Linked DNA regions of Mus musculus: all the other regions are linked to region 1. The links are chromatin contacts, called in public HiChIP or PLAC-seq maps. All regions are on one chromosome and are shown on one strand. The core of a region is the stretch at or near the end of the contact, and the rest is flanking DNA. Distances in the headings are between cores, read along the strand shown. Region 1 has its middle 19 kb from the start of Nsd1. Region 2 holds the start of Gprin1 (G protein-regulated inducer of neurite outgrowth 1). Region 3 has its middle 39 kb from the start of Tspan17. Region 4 overlaps Gm40959 (a long non-coding RNA gene).

What was found. HiChIP or PLAC-seq counts read pairs in DNA pulled down with a chosen protein or histone mark.
Region 2: a contact with region 1 is called in an H3K4me3 HiChIP or PLAC-seq map of forebrain, with 4 times the contacts expected there. The contact joins the promoter of Gprin1 here to the enhancer-like site in region 1. A contact is called at or near these places in 5 of 39 promoter capture datasets (the 3T3-L1 cell line, the C10 cell line, embryonic stem cells and 2 more), 2 of 15 datasets of contacts at CTCF or cohesin (embryonic stem cells and large pre-B cells), 3 of 484 Hi-C or Micro-C datasets (bone marrow-derived macrophages and embryonic stem cells) and 10 of 115 datasets of contacts at active chromatin or transcription factors (craniofacial prominence, embryonic basal ganglia, embryonic forebrain and 6 more).
Region 3: a contact with region 1 is called in a FOXA1 HiChIP or PLAC-seq map of pancreatic cancer cells. The contact joins two enhancer-like sites. A contact is called at or near these places in 6 of 115 datasets of contacts at active chromatin or transcription factors (bone marrow-derived macrophages, craniofacial prominence, embryonic basal ganglia and 3 more).
Region 4: an H3K4me3 HiChIP or PLAC-seq map of the SCID.adh cell line shows a contact between it and region 1, with 3 times the contacts expected there. The contact joins two enhancer-like sites.

Annotation. Positions count from the first base shown.
Region 1 is chr13:55,189,076-55,191,658 of GRCm38.p6, reverse strand. No RefSeq gene overlaps it. Among named protein-coding and RNA genes, the nearest start is that of Nsd1, 19 kb to the left of the region's middle. Within about 2 kb of position 1,273, at least 411 of the 459 cell types and tissues checked have an H3K27ac peak or open chromatin away from gene starts, as enhancers often do. A contact at or near this core is called in the SCID.adh cell line, bone marrow-derived macrophages, craniofacial prominence and 8 more, where this site is marked.
Region 2 is chr13:54,748,585-54,751,167 of GRCm38.p6, reverse strand. Gprin1 (G protein-regulated inducer of neurite outgrowth 1) reads left to right here and starts at 1,294. Exons shown (of 2, transcript NM_001316710.1): 1 at 1,294-1,598.
Region 3 is chr13:54,827,392-54,829,974 of GRCm38.p6, reverse strand. No RefSeq gene overlaps it. Among named protein-coding and RNA genes, the nearest start is that of Tspan17, 39 kb to the right of the region's middle. Within about 2 kb of position 1,279, at least 20 of the 459 cell types and tissues checked have an H3K27ac peak or open chromatin away from gene starts, as enhancers often do. A contact at or near this core is called in pancreatic cancer cells, where this site is marked.
Region 4 is chr13:54,862,970-54,865,552 of GRCm38.p6, reverse strand. All of the region lies in intron 2 of Gm40959 (a long non-coding RNA gene), which reads left to right. Among named protein-coding and RNA genes, the nearest start is that of Gm40959, 10 kb to the left of the region's middle. Within about 2 kb of position 1,287, at least 18 of the 459 cell types and tissues checked have an H3K27ac peak or open chromatin away from gene starts, as enhancers often do. A contact at or near this core is called in the SCID.adh cell line, where this site is marked.

The sequences.
Region 1 (2,583 bases), core at 24-2,523:
ATGGTGGCGCATGTATTTAATCCCAGCACTCGGGAGGCAGAATTTCTGAGTTCAAGGCCAGCCTGGTCTACAGAGTGAGTTCCAGAACAGCCAGGCTACACAGTGAAACCCTGTCTCAAAAAACAAAACAAAACAAAACAAAACCCCTATATGAATGTATTTTATGGGTGGATGTGAGTGCGGTGGTTTTGTGGGCAGGCTTGTGTCTTTGTAGAAGTCGGAAGACATGCACAAGTTGATCCTTCTTTCTACTATATGGGAGTGAATTCAGGTCACAGGATTGGCAGCAAGTGCCTTAGTCCACTGAGCCATCTTAGGAGCTCTGGGTAATCCTCTTTCATAGATAGGGAATCTGAGGATCAATCAAACTGAAGATCTGCCCTGGGCCACATGGTGGACAGTTCATTTCAGCTAGATGTGCTGGCTTCCAAGTCTCTAAAATGCTATTTATTTACTTTTTATACTGCTGGCAATCATAACTGGTAGGCTCCTAGCCACACCCTGAGACCTAAAACACTACTTACCAAAAACAAACAAACAAAAAAAAAACAAAAACAAACAAACAAACAAAAAACCCCACCTTTTGATTTCTTTCTATTTTATATTTTTATTATGCGTGTTCGTGCAGGCCAGAGTACTCCCAAGTCTTTCCTCAGGGCCATTCACCTTGGACCTGGGCTCAATGACAGCCAGCACCCCAACTCTGTATTACTGGCCATCACTAAGCTCTTTAGGTGGGTTCTACAGCTAGAACCCAGGACTTTATGCTCTCCCCTTAGCAGCTGAACTAGTCCCCACCCCCACACACCCCAAAAATATAAAATACTACCTTTTCTCCCTCTCTTTTTCCTCCCTCCTTATCCCCGCTTCCGTCTCTTTTTAAAGAGTCTCCATCCTGTGTAATCAATGCTGGTGCTGAGCTGTCTCCACACTGTCTGGTCAATGCTGGTCTTGAGTTCACGATCCTTTCAATGGTGTTACAGGCCTGAGGTACCGCAATACAGTTTAAGACACTCACAGCCTTGGATCCGTGAAGAGGTGGGATCATAACTGACAACCACGTAAGACTCAGCAAAAGGACACAGTGTCCTGGCACCAGGTTTGGGGACGCTTCTTCCAGTCAGCGGGACAGGACCGGGGGAGGCTAAGCCTCAGCTCCCCGGCAGGGCGTCCTGCAAACCCGCGATAAAGCTGCAGACAACACCACGCGGCCGCAGCGGCCACACGTGGGACTGCATTCGGGGGAGGGTGGCTAAGACTCGTCTTTGTCACATGGCTGCCACAGGCCAATCGGCGGCCACCCCAGCCAAGGCCATGACGTTGGTGCGGGATGAAGAGCCTTGGGAAAAAGGTGAGCTTTGCAAACTGGGCGGAGTCGGGAAGAGACTGCCAATTCTTGTCCAGACCAGTTCGCCCCGGATCCGGCTGTCGCTGTGCCCATCAATCTATCTGGATTTGCCACTCCCTGATAGCAACGCTCCGAGTGGAGGATCCTGGGCTCCTCCTGTCCGACCTCGTGCTTCCTTGAGTTTTTGTGCCTCTTGCTCCGCTAGAGTACCAACTCTTACTCCTCTTTCTTTTCTCCCGCAATCTCCACCCCACCCTTTTTTTTTTTAAACCGGCTCCAGGCCCAGCCTCTTTTCCTGTCTCCTGCCCTTCCCTCAAGGCGGCCTTTGTCCCCGCTGTAATCTGGCTCCAGATCTCTGATAGTGCTACTGTGGTGAATCTGCTGGCCTTTGTGAACCTTTGTTTCACTTCCAGCCACACTGACTATAAAAACTGTGGGGTTTCCAGAGCTTCCTGGCTTCTTCTGATCCCTTCTTAGGTGATGTTTCCATGAAATTGGCCTGCCTTCACTTTCCCCACCGTGACCTCCCTTCGACACTTCTGTGCTCTCCCAGACAGCCAGACGCAGCGTGTCCTTTTCCTGGGGGTGGGGGTGGGGTCCTCATCTACTTTTGCTCCTCCTAAACCACGGAGGAGCAACGCCTGAGCTCACTCTATCCCAGATTTGCCTGAATGTATGTTTCACGGCTACAGGTTCAATGTAAGCCATACATTTAGTAAGTAAGTATTGGGGACTGGGTGTGTAGTTCAGCTCTGTAGCGCTCATCTAGCATGCTCTGGGTCCTGGGAGCCATCCTCAGTTAAAGCTGTGTTCCTGTTTCATATATCTAAATACATATTTACGGGGCATGTTAGTTGCTTGAATATTTTGGCCTCTTGTAAAAAGCACAGTGAGTGTAGTAAATACATGATAAAGAATCCTTTGGGGTTGGGGGGTGCTGGTGTGATGGCTCAGCAGGTAAGAGCACTCACTGACTGCTCTTCCAGAGGTTCTGAGTTCAAATCCCAGCAACCACATGGTGGCTCACAACCATCTGTAATGGGATCTGACGCCCTCTTCTGGTGTGCCTGTGAAAGACCCTCGAGGGAAGACCCTCACTCAGACACTCAAGTCCCGGGACAGCCGCGTACCCAAGAAGACACTGAGACCATACATAAAATGTAGAAGGCAAGATTTAATAAGGCAGCAACATGAAAGCACACAGACCAGAGCTCTGGGGTCGAAATAAAGCAGCA
Region 2 (2,583 bases), core at 45-2,544, 440 kb after region 1:
GGTTCTGCTCCAGAGTCATTCTGCCTCTGGTGAGACTGCTGAAAATCAAAGCTGGTTCTTGCCACTTTTGTGTGTCTCATGGACCTCCCAAGCCTCGGTTCCTTCCTGCTTGCCAGAAAGCCAATAATACTCACCTTGAGGGGGCATCTGGCAATAGGTGAAATGATGAATGTGGACCAGGGTTTGTAAATTCTGAAGCTAAGTACCCTCTTGGGCAGTGGAAAAACCATTTTCAGCACCAAGAAAATAGGAGAGCGACTCTTCTGTGCGCTGTCCGTGGTCCTGAAAACGGGTCCGTGCTCTCCGACATAAATTCCATTGTTTTGAGATTTTTTTTGGAAACAAAGTCTTGCTAGTTTTATTATATCAGTCTTGTCCAAGCTGATCAAGTACTCACTATATAGATCAGGCTGGCTCAGAACTCAGGATTACCGACCTGCTCTAGACACCTGAGTGCTGGGATTACAGGCAGTGTCGCTACTCCTGGCTTTTCCTGTGGATTTTAAATGTTCACTTGCCATCTAGATTTTCTTACTGTTATTAAGGTAAGGTAAACAGATAAGCAATGGTTACTAAAACATAAGCCCAAGTGTGGGGCTTCAGAAAGTGGCCTGTATAAATTTGCAACCCCAATTCGACCTACTAAGGAATGGTGTGACCACAAACAAGAAACTTAGCCATATTTGAAAAAAAAAAAAAGTGCGCAGACTATTCACTTGGCCTGATTGGACATGGAAGCCATTGACACCTAAAAGTCAAATTTTAGCTCTGTGTCCCTGTCTAAGATTTTCATTTGCATTAGTAATCTAGCAAGTGGCTTCACAGTTCAGGCACAGGGATCTTTTTACCACTTCCAAGATATCACAGAGTTCGCATCTGAGAAGTCCAAGGACAGGGTCCCACTCCTCTGCTCAAATGTAGAGAGAAACAGGCAGCGAGTCCTCACGCCTTCAGCGGTTCACTCAAGTGGACTCCTAAACACCTTCTTTCAAGCACTTTCTTTTTTAAGATCGCTATGAGGCGATTTAATACTAGTTACAGACGTAAAAACTGAGGCTCAAAGAGGCGAGGTGACTTGTTGGAGAGTATCCAGGAGGAGGAGACCGGGCATACCCAGACCAGAGAGGGTGGGCGGACTCCCCGTCGGGGAGGCTGCTGCAGGGAGGACGCCGAGCGCCTCCCAGCCCAGGGCCGCCACTCGCCGGAGCGTGGGCAGCAGCGAGACAAAGGGCCGGGGGCGGGGCGGAGGGGGCAGAGGCCGGAAGTGCGGCCGAGAGGGACGCGGGAAATTTCCTCGCTGAGGCAGCAGGCAAATCGGGAAGACCGGGGTTTCGGTGCGGCCGCCGCCCGTGCGCCCGCGGTGCTCCCAGCTGAGCACCAGGCGGGCGCGCGGTCCCCAGGGCCGGGCGGCGTCTGCCGGCCCTCGCGCGCCCCCGCGGCGCCCCCTCCCGGCTCCCGAGTGCACCCAGCGCGCATGCCCGGGGCGGGGCGCCCAGCCGACCAGGGACGGCGCGGAGTCGGGTCCGCCCGCCAGCGCGGCCGAGGAGCACCGGGGTGGTCTGCGCGGCGCGAGCCGGAGCTACGAGGAGCCGGCGCGGGTAAGCTGCGGGCGCGCGTTGGGCCGTAGGGCGCGCGGACCGGGGCCGCTGTCCAGGGTCCTGGGCCGCGCCGGGCATCGGGCTCGGGCTGCGGGGCGGGGGCGGCGGGGCGGGGCGCGGTGGGGCGGGGCCCCGGTGAACGGCCCCGGCCTGTGGTGTGGGCAGAGGCCGCCCCGCGTCCAGCTCCGCTGCCCGCCGCTTTGTTCCGCACCGCGGTGCGGGAGGGGGCGATTCCCGCCACCGGGGGGAGGGGCCGCTCTCATTGATTCATCCCACCCCGTCACACACCCAGTGTGGCACACAGTCCTGGACGTGGTCACACACCGCGTTCATGCTTGGGAACCTCATTTTTGGACGATGCCAAAGGTATACACACATACACACGCGAACACACACACACACACACACACACACACACACACACACACACACACACGGGCTTTGGTCATTCCATCAGATTCACACATCCGGCCACCTGTGCAACCCACCTAGTGCAACCCAGGTGAGGCTACGCACTCAGAGCATCAATCCTGGATCCAAGTCAGCAATACTCTAACCGACATCCAACCTCACTGCTCCGGCTCGTGCTTACGCCCCTCCTGTACCCTCCACCCTGGAGCAGGCTGTGACCCTGTGCACACCCTTGCATTGTCTCTTAGCCTGCTGCTCTTTTTCAACTGGCACTAGCACAAGTCCGCACACCTTTGAGCATCCATCCTTGCCCTTCTGTGGCTTGGTGGATGAACACATGGACAGATGGCCTGGGGAGTGTTTCTCAAAGAAGGCCTTTTGTTACAGACTCCTTCACCTGCAGCAGCTGCCGGGCGGGGGGGGGGGTCGCCGTGGGGTGGGGGGACACTAGGAGATGACAGGACAAGTGGCAGAAGACTGGGATTTTTTTCAGTCACACTCACAAATGTACACAAGCCTTTGTCAGTCTTGTTACCATAGCAGGAGATGTTTGCAGGTGCCTAGCAGCTCTGGC
Region 3 (2,583 bases), core at 30-2,529, 360 kb after region 1:
CCAAACGCGATAACAAACTGGCCTGGCTGTTCCGATTCTGTCTCACATCTCTTGGTATTCCTTCCCAGGCTCCCAGAAGCCTGTCTCACCCTGGGGCATCCCTCTGTGATAAGGCAGTGAGCGGTGGGCCGTCCTCTTCTCTTCTGTAGGTCTTCCTGCGGATGGTCAGGTTTCTGATGCTGGTCGGGTTCAGGCTTCACACGTGGAGTCTTAGCTGCTGTTTTCACCTGTGTCCTCCCTTCAAGCTTCCAATTTCCTTCAGCAATCTGCTAACGAAAGTTAGCCCCGCCCACGAGCTCTTAGAGCTCGTCCTGCAGGCTTTGTTTCCCTACAGGGTTTCCAGCTGGCTGGCTACTGGGCAGACTTAGTTCAAAGTTTGCCTCCCACAGTCCGCAGTATTCTCCGGTCAGGCGTCAGCGTCTGGTCTTAGGACAGTTGCTCAGGGTTTCCCAAGAGGGCTTCACAGAGGATCTCTGTGCAGCAGGGGTTTTGAAATGGCTTCTCGCTTCTGCTTCATTGGGAGCTCTAAGGAGAGTGTTTTATATTCAAGCAGCTGAGATTAAACCTGCCTGCCCTTTCTAGTTATGTGTTAAGGGCAAAAATCTCAATGTCCATCACCCTAACGGTGCTTGCGTGTGAGACAGGGACTCTAGGGAAGGTGGCGGGATGAAGTGTAACCAATGTCTGTAGAGTAGAGGTTTTTTGTTTTTTGTTTTTGTTTTGTTTTTTGTTTTTGTTTTGGTTGGTTGGTTTTGTTTTTTTTTTTTTTTTAATCTTGGAATGAAGCACGTGGTACACGCTTAAGACGCCATGGCAGCTCTTTTTTTGTTGTTGTTGTTGTTGTGGTGGTTTTGGTTTTGGTTTTGGTTTTGGTTTTTTCGAGACAGGGTTTCTCTGTATAGCCCTGGCTGTCCTGGAACTCACTCTGTAGACCAGGCTGGTCTCGAACTCAGAAATCTGCCTGCCTCTGCCTCCGAGTGCTGGGATTAAGACGCCATGGCAGCTCTAGATGGTCAATTACGCTGTTCAGTTGCAGAGTTCTGAGCTGACAGCTATGGAGATCAGATTGCGCTCACGTTAAGCGAAATGGGAAGATTCTCTTTGGGGGCCCTCAGATTCCCAGGTAACTGTGGGGTCAGGTATGAGAACACTGGGGACTGAAGGCTAGCATGAGGTTCTCAGCTGAGGCTACTTCCCTCCCTGAAGTAAGGGCTGAGCTACTTACTGTTGGACTTCTGCCACAGAAGGCAGGCTCTAGGGATGCCCTTGTTGAGACCACACCTACTTTGGGGGCGGGCTCTTTCCCGAGGGAACAGAATACAGCCAGGGAGGAGTGCTGGGAGGATTCTGCAAGCCCTCCCTCCCTGATGAAAAAGGCCTTCTTCCTTACAGCTACAACCATAAGCACTTAACCCAGTCTCTCAGCACCTCAATCTTTTAGCTTTAAATTAAGGTCGTGAGTGATAGAAACTGAAGACTCCAGCCAATAATGTAAAAAAAAGAAAAGAAATATAACTTGGACTGGGACCCTAAGCTAGTGCTCGATTATAAAATACTGTTATTATTATTATTATACTACACATGGATGCTCTTCCAGTCTCACGCTCACCCCTGGGTGTTATTATTGACCTTGCACTCCAGATAGAAAAACTTACAGGGACTCATTGATTTAGCCAAGGACACAGCAGGGCCCAGGTTCCAAGCATTGAAAGATTGTTTGGCTTCCTCATGAGTCAGATCCATTATCAAGGCGGGGCATGGGGGGGCGGGGCGCGGCTGGGGAGGGAGTGGACCCGGAGGGGAAGGAGGCGAGGGTGCCTGACTGTTGGGAAAGCCACTCAGCTGACCAGAATAGAACAGGTAACTTGGGGATAAAGTGGTCTTGTGAAAAGGAGGATATGGGGGCCCTTCCATCTGAGATCTTCCACATTTTTTTTAAAGATTGTATTTATTTTATGTATGAGTACACCATTGCTCTCTTCAGACACAGCCCAGAAGAGGGCATCAGATCCCATTACAGATGGTTGTGAGCCACCATGTGGTTGCTGAGATTTGAACTCAGGACCTCTGCAAGAGCAATCAGTGCTCTTAACCGCTGAGCCATCTCTCCGGCCTGCTTCCATATGTTGAAGCAAGGCACAGTATACAGAGTGGGTCCCCACGCATGTGCAAAGTGTGTCTGTTCTCAGCACACATGTACCTCGATCTGTGATTTTTCTCATGAGGAATGTCAACTGTTTCTCAAGAGACTATGAAAATAAGAATTCTGTTGAAACACCTAGCCATTTGTGCCTAGGGGCTAGCATAGATCCCAGGGTCTGGGGTCATGAGGTATAGAGGACAAAACCTGAGCCAATCAGACATTCTGGTCCTATCCAGAGGGCACAGCTGGGAAAGGCAGGACCAGGAAAGGCTGCCAAGGGCAAGGTGCCCAGGACAAGGTTCAGAGGTCAGGGGGCCACTGATGCTGGGGGCAGCTGACCAGAGTGGATGACAGCCACACAGGGTCAGGGCCGTTCTCAGGATGTGACAACTCTCAGGCAGCCGAGGCTTCCCTTGCTCTTTTTCTTTTCTTTTCTTTCT
Region 4 (2,583 bases), core at 38-2,537, 330 kb after region 1:
ACTGTGGGCATCTATAGCTCAATGCCAAAGCAAAGTCCCCTGTCTACAGTCACACATCTCTTCTGAAGTACAGACATGGAGGCAGTCAAAGGAACCCTCTTTGCTGCTGGTATGTCCCTAATGCCAGTGAGGAGTCACTAAAACACGGTCACATGTCACTAACAATAGCAGAGGACCGCATCATCAGGTGACTTAACTACACCAACTGTAGGGAATACATGGTAGAAAAAAACAGGGAGTGGCCAGGGGCTCACCATCTTCCTAGAGGACACATCCCAGGTGTCCTAGGCTACTGTCTCAGCACAGACTTCAGTGGACGCATAAATGACGCTGGTGCTAGCATCACAGGACATGCTGTTTTACAGCGATCGTTTTGTTTGTGTGCTTGTTTGTTTGTTTGTTTGTTTGTTTTTTCGAGACAGGGTTTCTCTGTGTAGCCTGGCTGTCCTGGAACTCACTCTGTAGACCAGGCTGGCCTTGCATTCAGAAATCCGCCTGCCTCTGCCTCCTGAGTGCTGGGATTAAAGGCATGCGCCACCACTGCCTGGCTTACAGAGATGTTTTTAATCAGTAGAAATATATGCTGAAATAATGGCAAAGCTGGATACATAAACTAGTAACGTAGCATAGCCTGTCATCAGTCCTTTCCTGTCAGAGTTCTTTTCACAGCATTGCCATGAACACATGAGCTACGCTGGCAGTGCCATTACAGTGACCACAATGGCACTCAGCGGCGGAGCTTTTGGCTCTTTTAGAGTCTCCTTGATCTACCACGGAACGTGTGAGCATCCTCATTGAACTGTTCTGGGTGGCACAAGGCTCTGCAATCCCAGACTGAACAGCCACACCAAGGCCATACCTGACAGATCATTGGAGTGCTGTGGTTGACAGTGTCTGGTGAGTGTCTTCTCTGAGACCTGAGTCTCGGCGAGTTGAGTTGGTGGTGCAAGGGTCTTGGTGTAAAGTATCACAGAAGTAAATGCAAAGACCCTGGGGTGGGAGGGAGTTCAAACAACGTGTCAAGAAAGTTAGAGGAGGGAAGGAAGATTTGAGTTAGGAGAGAGAAGCAGGGCAGGCTGGGAAAGAAGTTTGTGGGGACATAGTGACGTGGGAACAGGTGGCAGAAGGCTCGGTGAGCGTGAACAGGTGGTTGCTTTGATCTTATCTACTTGGCATCACGGTTAACGAACGTCCCGATGTGGCTAGCTGCTTTCCACACCCCTCTGTCTCACCAGAGTCGTGGACAAAGGGTTCAGCAGAAAACTACACTTCCCAGCCTCCTTTGCAACCAAGTGTGGTCAATGCAGTAAAATTTTGGCCAATGAGATGTAAGCAAATGCATGCCGCCCTTCTAGGCTGCTGCCTTTAAGAGAAGGAGCTGGAGCCTCTTTTGTGCCTCCCTGTTTGTTTCCTTCCCACCTTGAATGATGACTGGAAACTGAACAGCGAGCCTGGGCCACAGGAAGACACTGGAAATGGAGGCCACCTGCTAGGAAGAAGTGGCTGAGACCCAGTGGCCTTGGAGCACCAGGGCAGGAGAGATAAGGCCCGTGAGGACTAAGCACCACCATCTTGGCTTCTAAAACACCAAAAGGATCTGCCAAGCAAAGTGATGCAGGTTGATCCCAGTGCACAGGAGGCAAAGGCAGGCAGATCTCTGAGTTCAAGGCTAGGCTGGTCTACAAAGTGAATTCTAGGTCTCTTGTTTGTTTGTTTGTTTGTTTGTTTGTTTGTTTGCAAGGGGGCACCCTTTCTTGTAGCCCAGAGCCAGCCGAGCTCCCAGGCCCACCCACTCCATGGACTTCTTCCCAGGACTTGGCAACCCAGCTTTGCCCAGGGTTCTCCCTAGCCCCAGCTCTCAGCAGAGGCTGCCCACCACCAAACACCCATCCTCATCCAGCTCCTCCCACAAGCCTCCCCTCACTTCGGGACACTCGGAATTTCTGTCCCTCCCTACCCATATTCTCCACCTCAAAGAGCAACCTGGTGATTTTTTAAAATGTAAATTAGATCACAAATCACAGCCTCCATTTTGGAACCTTCCAGGTCAATTTCAAGTGAACCCCGGACCCCGTCGGGGCCCCTCCCCTCCCCCTTTATTCCCTTGCTGTGTGTGTTCTACCTTCCCCAGCCCACCTCAGACCCTTGCCCTCAATGTTATCTGGTTGGCATGTCCTTCCCTGACCTAGCCACTCTCCAGCGCCTTGGCTCCATTCTGCATCTCTTTCTGCACTCATTGGCACTGACCTGATGTCATCTCGCTCACTTATCTGCCCACTGGCCCTCTTCCCACCCTTACTGAAGCCCTGAGCAGGTCCCCTGACCATGTGCTTAGCCACAAGGCCCTGGGGCAATGATGCCTGGCACCAACAGGGGCTTCATAAATGGATAAATGGACCACGTTCATGTTATCTTGTCTAGTCCCTGAAGCCAGGGAGACCAGAAGCTGAATGCCCAGGTAGTTGGCAGTGGTCCACCCTGGGTTCTTCCTAACCCTGCCTCCGAATCATTGCTAGGGGCAGGGAACCTGGGTGTGGCAGCTTCCTTCCCTCTTTGCGTACCTGCCTTCCTACCTTCTTTTGT